Linked DNA regions of Capra hircus: region 1 is linked to region 2. The links are chromatin contacts, called in public Hi-C maps. All regions are on one chromosome and are shown on one strand. Each heading gives the region's core, a stretch centred on a gene start, on an enhancer-like site or on the middle of the called end of the contact. The rest is flanking DNA. Distances are from core to core; before and after follow the strand shown. Region 1 overlaps DNMT3B (DNA (cytosine-5)-methyltransferase 3B). Region 2 has its middle 18 kb from the start of TRNAR-CCU.

Region 1 (2,700 bases), core at 69-2,568, 68 kb after region 2:
CCAATCCCTGGTGCTAATATCTTCCTGTTGCTAAAAGCAGGTAGTTAAAATTCATGCCTTCTTGTTTAAGTTCCCTGGGAGCATTCTTTTGAGTGAGTACGTATTATGTTGCCTAACCTCAGTTTGCTCATCTGTTATACAGGGATAACATTAATGGTACGTAAGGATTAAGTGAACTCATACAGGTAAAGCACAAGGGTGCCTGGCATATGGGAGTAAATACTGAGAAAAGTGATCAAGATTTGTGGATCTTCATGAAGGCCAGATGATTACTTATGGAAGCCTTTGAGAGACGCCTTCCTTGTTTTGACCTGTGGTTTCTGAAATCTGAATATGTGATAGGGCTTCTAGGTTGAGGGCCTAACAGTAGCACATGCCTGCAGGTGTTCGGGTCATGTGTATACTGTGGAGGAGATATATAATGTGTGTAGAGTGTCGAGGAGCCGAGCTGGGCATCTTTGCATCTGGCCAGTTCTGGACTCTGGTGTGTGTGTGTGTTGTAACTAGTGAAGTGAAAGCGAAAGTTGCACAGCCGTGTCCGACTCTTTGCGACCCCGTGGATTATACAGTCCATAGAGTCCTCCGGGTCAGAATACTGGCATGGGTAGCAGGCTCCCTACTCCAGGAGATCTTCCCAACCCAGGGATTGAACCCAGGGCTCCCACATTGCAGGTGGATTCTTTAGCAGCTGAGCCACCAGGGAAGCCCAGGAATACTGGAATGGGCAGCCTAGCCCTTCTCCAGCTGATCTTCCCAACCCAGGGATCTACTGTCATTGCAAATTCTGGGTGGTGAAAACTACAGGGAAGGAACTTTTAATGAAATCACATTGAATGACGCCACTGGAAGTAAGAATATTTTACCTACCTAGCTCACCCCAGCGCACCCAGGTAGTTGGTCATAGAGCAGGTTGGTTTCCTTCCCTGAAATCTTCCTCCAGTCCCTGTGGGTTTGGTTCTAGGGGCAGAATTTTTCCTGACTGTTGATCTGGCTTTGGGAAGGAGCTCTGCTCACCTGTCCATCCCTCTAGCGGGCTGGCAGACAAGTTGGCACTGCTGAGGCCCCAGGGGAGCCTGAGGTGGTTAATCATAGTTAATCACTGTCTGCTCTGGGCTGCAGGCTCTAAATGGGTCTGTCTAGGAGAGAGATTCCTGTTGACCCAGGTGGGGACTGTCTGAGGGAACTCTGAGCCCCTCATAAGAGGGAAGGAAGCCTTGTCCCTTGATTTCAGCCTCTGACCTGCTACCCGCTCCTGACTGAAGCGCTGTCTTCAGTCTGCCCTCCCCTCTCCCCAGAGCTCCCTGTGGAACCACCCCATGGCCAAGTTTCCCACCCTCTGCCAGGCCATCCAGGTTACTTAGTTCACTGGTTTGGCCTGAGGCAAAACACTGGAAATTAATGATTACTCTGAACCACTCTCCAGCAGTTTTTCTGAGATACTGGCCACTTGGACTCACAGGAACTGGCCATAGGGTCAGACAACCTGTTCTTCCGGGTCAGAGCTTGAGAGTAAAAGGGCTAGAGAAGCCGCTAATCAGGCTGGGTTAGGCATTCCTCCTTTTCCTTGGGGCTGGTGAGATTCCTTAATATGTATTGAGAGAAAATAACACCAGGAACTGTGAACCTGCACACTCTGGACTGCATGGGTTAGTTAAATGGTTTGTGTCAGTGTATGCATTTGTGACCCAGGCAGTATTTTTTTTTTTTTCCCTTTTCATTGAACTGCTCAGAATCCAGCTTGAAGAATCTTGGTCAAACCCCAAGCTCCACAGTGAAAGAACTAACCACTGGACTGCCAGGGAATTCCAAGGCAGGGTTTCTTTAACTTGGGTATTGACTACCCAGGGATCCTGTGAAAATGTTGATCCTAATTTAGTAGGTGCCTGAGAATTCTGCAGGAGCATCAGAGGTCTACCCATACCTGGGGGATGGACTGATGCCCAGGGTGGAATTAAGAATCCATAGGACATTGCATACCTACCAGGGTGGTGCGGGGGTGGGGGTGGGGGTCGGGGGGTGGGGTGGTGGGGTGGTGGTGGCGCACTGAGAAGTTCATCACTGAGCCCCACAGCGCCCCCTGGTGGGTGTGCTGGCAGCATCCCCACTGCAGCTCACAGCTCTGTAGCCTAGATGACGCTTCTGGAAGGTCACCTGGGAGGCTTGTTAGGGTTTTTGGGTACTATGTGGTGAGTCTGTCTCCAAGAAAGGGAATACGGGCCAGGAGGGCTCAGCGCCCATAGGCAGCTGTTTGCTGGGGAAACTTCACAAGCAGGGTTCCTGTGGCACCAAATACTTCACCTCCATTTGGGGCTTCACTCTTCCTCTTACATGTGAGGTTTTTATTTTTGATGTTGAAGATGGACAAGGTCTGTGGGTCAGTTTTCCTGTTCTACAAAATGGGCCCACAATCACATTAAGAGGAATGAATGAGAGTAAGGTACATGTTCTTGAGGCCAACATGTTGCAGGCAGTAGGGCCAGGTCAAAGGTCACACAGCCTTCCAATGCATGCCTGAAGACCTGGCTGGAGCTGGTCTTAGCTTAATAGCCTAGTGATGATGCAGTTACCAGGGTGGGCAGGGGTGGGGAGGCAAAGGCCCAGAGGTGGGGTGGGGTTGGAGCAGATGGGTAACATGTCCCTGGTTAACCCATCCTAGTCCTTCCCCTGTGTCTCCTCCATTCCTTCCCTTCTTGGGAACTT
Region 2 (2,700 bases), core at 185-2,684:
AAAATGTGGTGGATATGTACAATGAAATGCTATTCAGCCACAGAAAAGAAGGAAATCCTATCTTAGGCTAAACACCGATGAAAACTTGAGGACACGCTAAATGAAATCAGCCGGTTACAGAAGGACAAATATTGTATGATTCCACTCACATGAGGCACCTAGAACAGTCAAACTCATAGAAACAGAAAGGAGAAGGGTGGTTGGCAGGAGCTGAGGGGAGGGGAATTGCTGTCAACGAGGGTGGACTTTCAGTCAAGCACGAGGACTAAGTTCTAAGGATGTGCTGTGCAGCACTGGGCATCCAGTTAGCAATTCTGGGCTACACACTTAACATTTTGTTACAAGAGCAGAACTCATGTTATGTCCTCTTTAACCACAATAAAAACAACAACCAAGTACCTTCTGGAAAGGACATCAAAACACCAAAAACTAGGAAGGCTATCATTTCAGACTGAATAATAGTCCTGCAAATTAAGTAGCCTAGTTCTGTGGGGGAAATGAGCCACAGCGTGCACATGCGTGTGTGTGCGTGCGTGTGTGCGTGCGTGTGTGCGTGCGGGCATGCATGTGTGTGCACATGCGTGTGTGTGCGTGTGTGTGTGCGTGCATACATGTGTGTGCGCATGCGTGTGTGTGCAGGTGTGCAGGTGTGCGTGCGTGTGTTGCTTTCCATGCCCTCCCTATTTCTCATCACACCAGACCTTATGTCTGGAACTCTAGGGGAGGAAGTCATGGGCTCTTCCTTCTCTGATCACCTCTCCACCCTCCACTTCTTCCTTCAAGCCCCCAGTGTTTTGCACACACAGTTCTAGAAGAATATTTCTCTCCCTTACTTGGAGATGGCCCTGTATCTTCCCATTGGGCTGTGAGCTCCGGAGGGCAGGGTGAAGCCCACTCTCTGTCCTGGTCTCCCCCCAATCCGTTTAACTAGCCCTGGCATCACGTGGGGCCCATTGCACACTGTTGGGTGAAAAGGGGAGTCTGACAAGACCTGGGGAGGCAACACTGGCATCAGGCCAGGAGACCCAGAAGGACTTGGGAAGGGAAGAATGGAAACCGTTTGGAAGGAGTGTCCATAAAAGAAGCCTGCCCCCAGCACCAAGACCTCTCTGTCAGGAGGGCTGAGCACCTCTCTGTGCCCCCCTCACAGCCTGGAGGCACCTCTCTGTCCCCTAGGGAGAGGCAGAGGGGACAGGGTGGGGACAAGCCGTGGAAAGAGTCCTTTCTGATAAGGCCCAGGGCTGGGACAAATGGCAGGAAGAGGCTGGCCGGGCCCTGAGAACCACAGACAGCTGGGAGGCAGGAGGCCCCAGCCCCTCCTGGGGCCGTCCCGCTGCCTCCCCTCTGCGCTGGCCGAGGTGTCCCGGCCCCAGCAGCCAACCACAGGGAGAGCAGGGGGTGGAAGTGGCCGGCTCCTCAGACCTGGCTGCCAGAGGTGGGCTCAACGGCCACAGGCTCCTCACATTGCAGCCACTGCAGGCCCCCCAGGCCCAGGGACCCAGGTGGGGCTCCAAGGGACATGTGACGGACAGATGGCAGCTTTTGAAGCACACGCTGGTCTTTCTGCTGTATTTTCACTAGGTCACCCTCTCCCCTGCTTAGAATCCCTCACAGTGACCCTGTGCCCTCAGCATAAGGACCGGCTGGCCAGCTCCAGGCTCCCCTGATCCTGCACTCATCTGTGCCTCTTGCCCCACCATTTGGCTCCATTTGCACATGTGTGTTAATTTGTGAGATTCTTCCAGTGTGCACGGACATGTCTGCTTCTGCTCCTGTGGCGTCCCCTCCGTGGTGCAGAGAGCCTGGCTCTGGTGGCCACGCAGCGCTGTTTTGCTGATAGAATAAATGAAGAAGCTGGGGAGGAGCGTGGGGTCGTGGAGTAGCAGAGGGTCTGGCGATCAGGCAGGCTTGGGAAGACCTGTGAGCTGTGCAAGCTTGGGCAGGGCACTGCCTGGCCAGCCTCTTTCAGCCTTGGCTGGCTCAGCTGTAGATGAGTCTCAACACACCCACCTGTGAGCACAAAGCAGGGGCTCTGCTGTTCAGAGAAGACGAGTTTCCTAAATTTGTTTCTTTGAAAAAAAAAAAAAAAAATCCAGCCCTTTCATTTTATGGCCAGGACACATGGGGGAAGTGACTCACCTGGTCTCATCTTGGTGTTTATGTTAATCTGAACCAAACTGTTTTGGAAAGAGACTTAGCTGTCACCTGCCTACATGCAAAATGCTAGCATCTACCAACTCAGCCCTGGTGCTTCTAGGAACTTGTCCTACAGAAGATATGTTTTTGGATGTGTTAGTCTGGTATTCAGAAAAAAGTACAATACTTTGCTTTGTGCTTAGCTGCTCAGTCGTGTCCTACTCTTTGGGATCCCATGGACTGTAGCCTGCCAGGCTCCTTTCTCCATGGGGATTCTCCAGGCAAGAATACTGGTTTGGGTTGCTATGCCCTCCACCAGGGGATCTTCCCAACCCAGGGACTGGACTCAGTTCTCCCGCATTGCAGGTGGATTCTTTACCAGCTGAGGCACCAGTGAAGCTCAATAGTAAAGGGAAAGTGAAAGTGAAGTCAATCAGTCTTGTCCAACTCTTTGCAACCCCATGGACTGTAGCCCACCAGACTCCTCCATCCACAGAATCTTCTAGGCAAGAGTATTGGAGTGGGTTGCCATTTCCTTCTCCAGGGGATCTTCCCAACCTAGCG

The links. Hi-C and Micro-C count contacts between places; a contact is called where the count stands out from the background.
Region 1: a contact with region 2 is called in a Hi-C map of blood, with 9 times the contacts expected there. The contact joins two enhancer-like sites. A contact is called at or near these places in 2 of 5 Hi-C or Micro-C datasets (both in blood).

What each region holds. Positions count from the first base shown.
Region 1 is chr13:61,476,548-61,479,247 of ARS1.2, forward strand. The region is part of intron 1 of DNMT3B (DNA (cytosine-5)-methyltransferase 3B); the gene reads left to right. Among named protein-coding and RNA genes, the nearest start is that of DNMT3B, 10 kb to the left of the region's middle. Within about 2 kb of position 1,319, at least 1 of the 5 cell types and tissues checked has an H3K27ac peak or open chromatin away from gene starts, as enhancers often do.
Region 2 is chr13:61,408,332-61,411,031 of ARS1.2, forward strand. No RefSeq gene overlaps it. Among named protein-coding and RNA genes, the nearest start is that of TRNAR-CCU, 18 kb to the right of the region's middle. Within about 2 kb of position 1,435, at least 1 of the 5 cell types and tissues checked has an H3K27ac peak or open chromatin away from gene starts, as enhancers often do.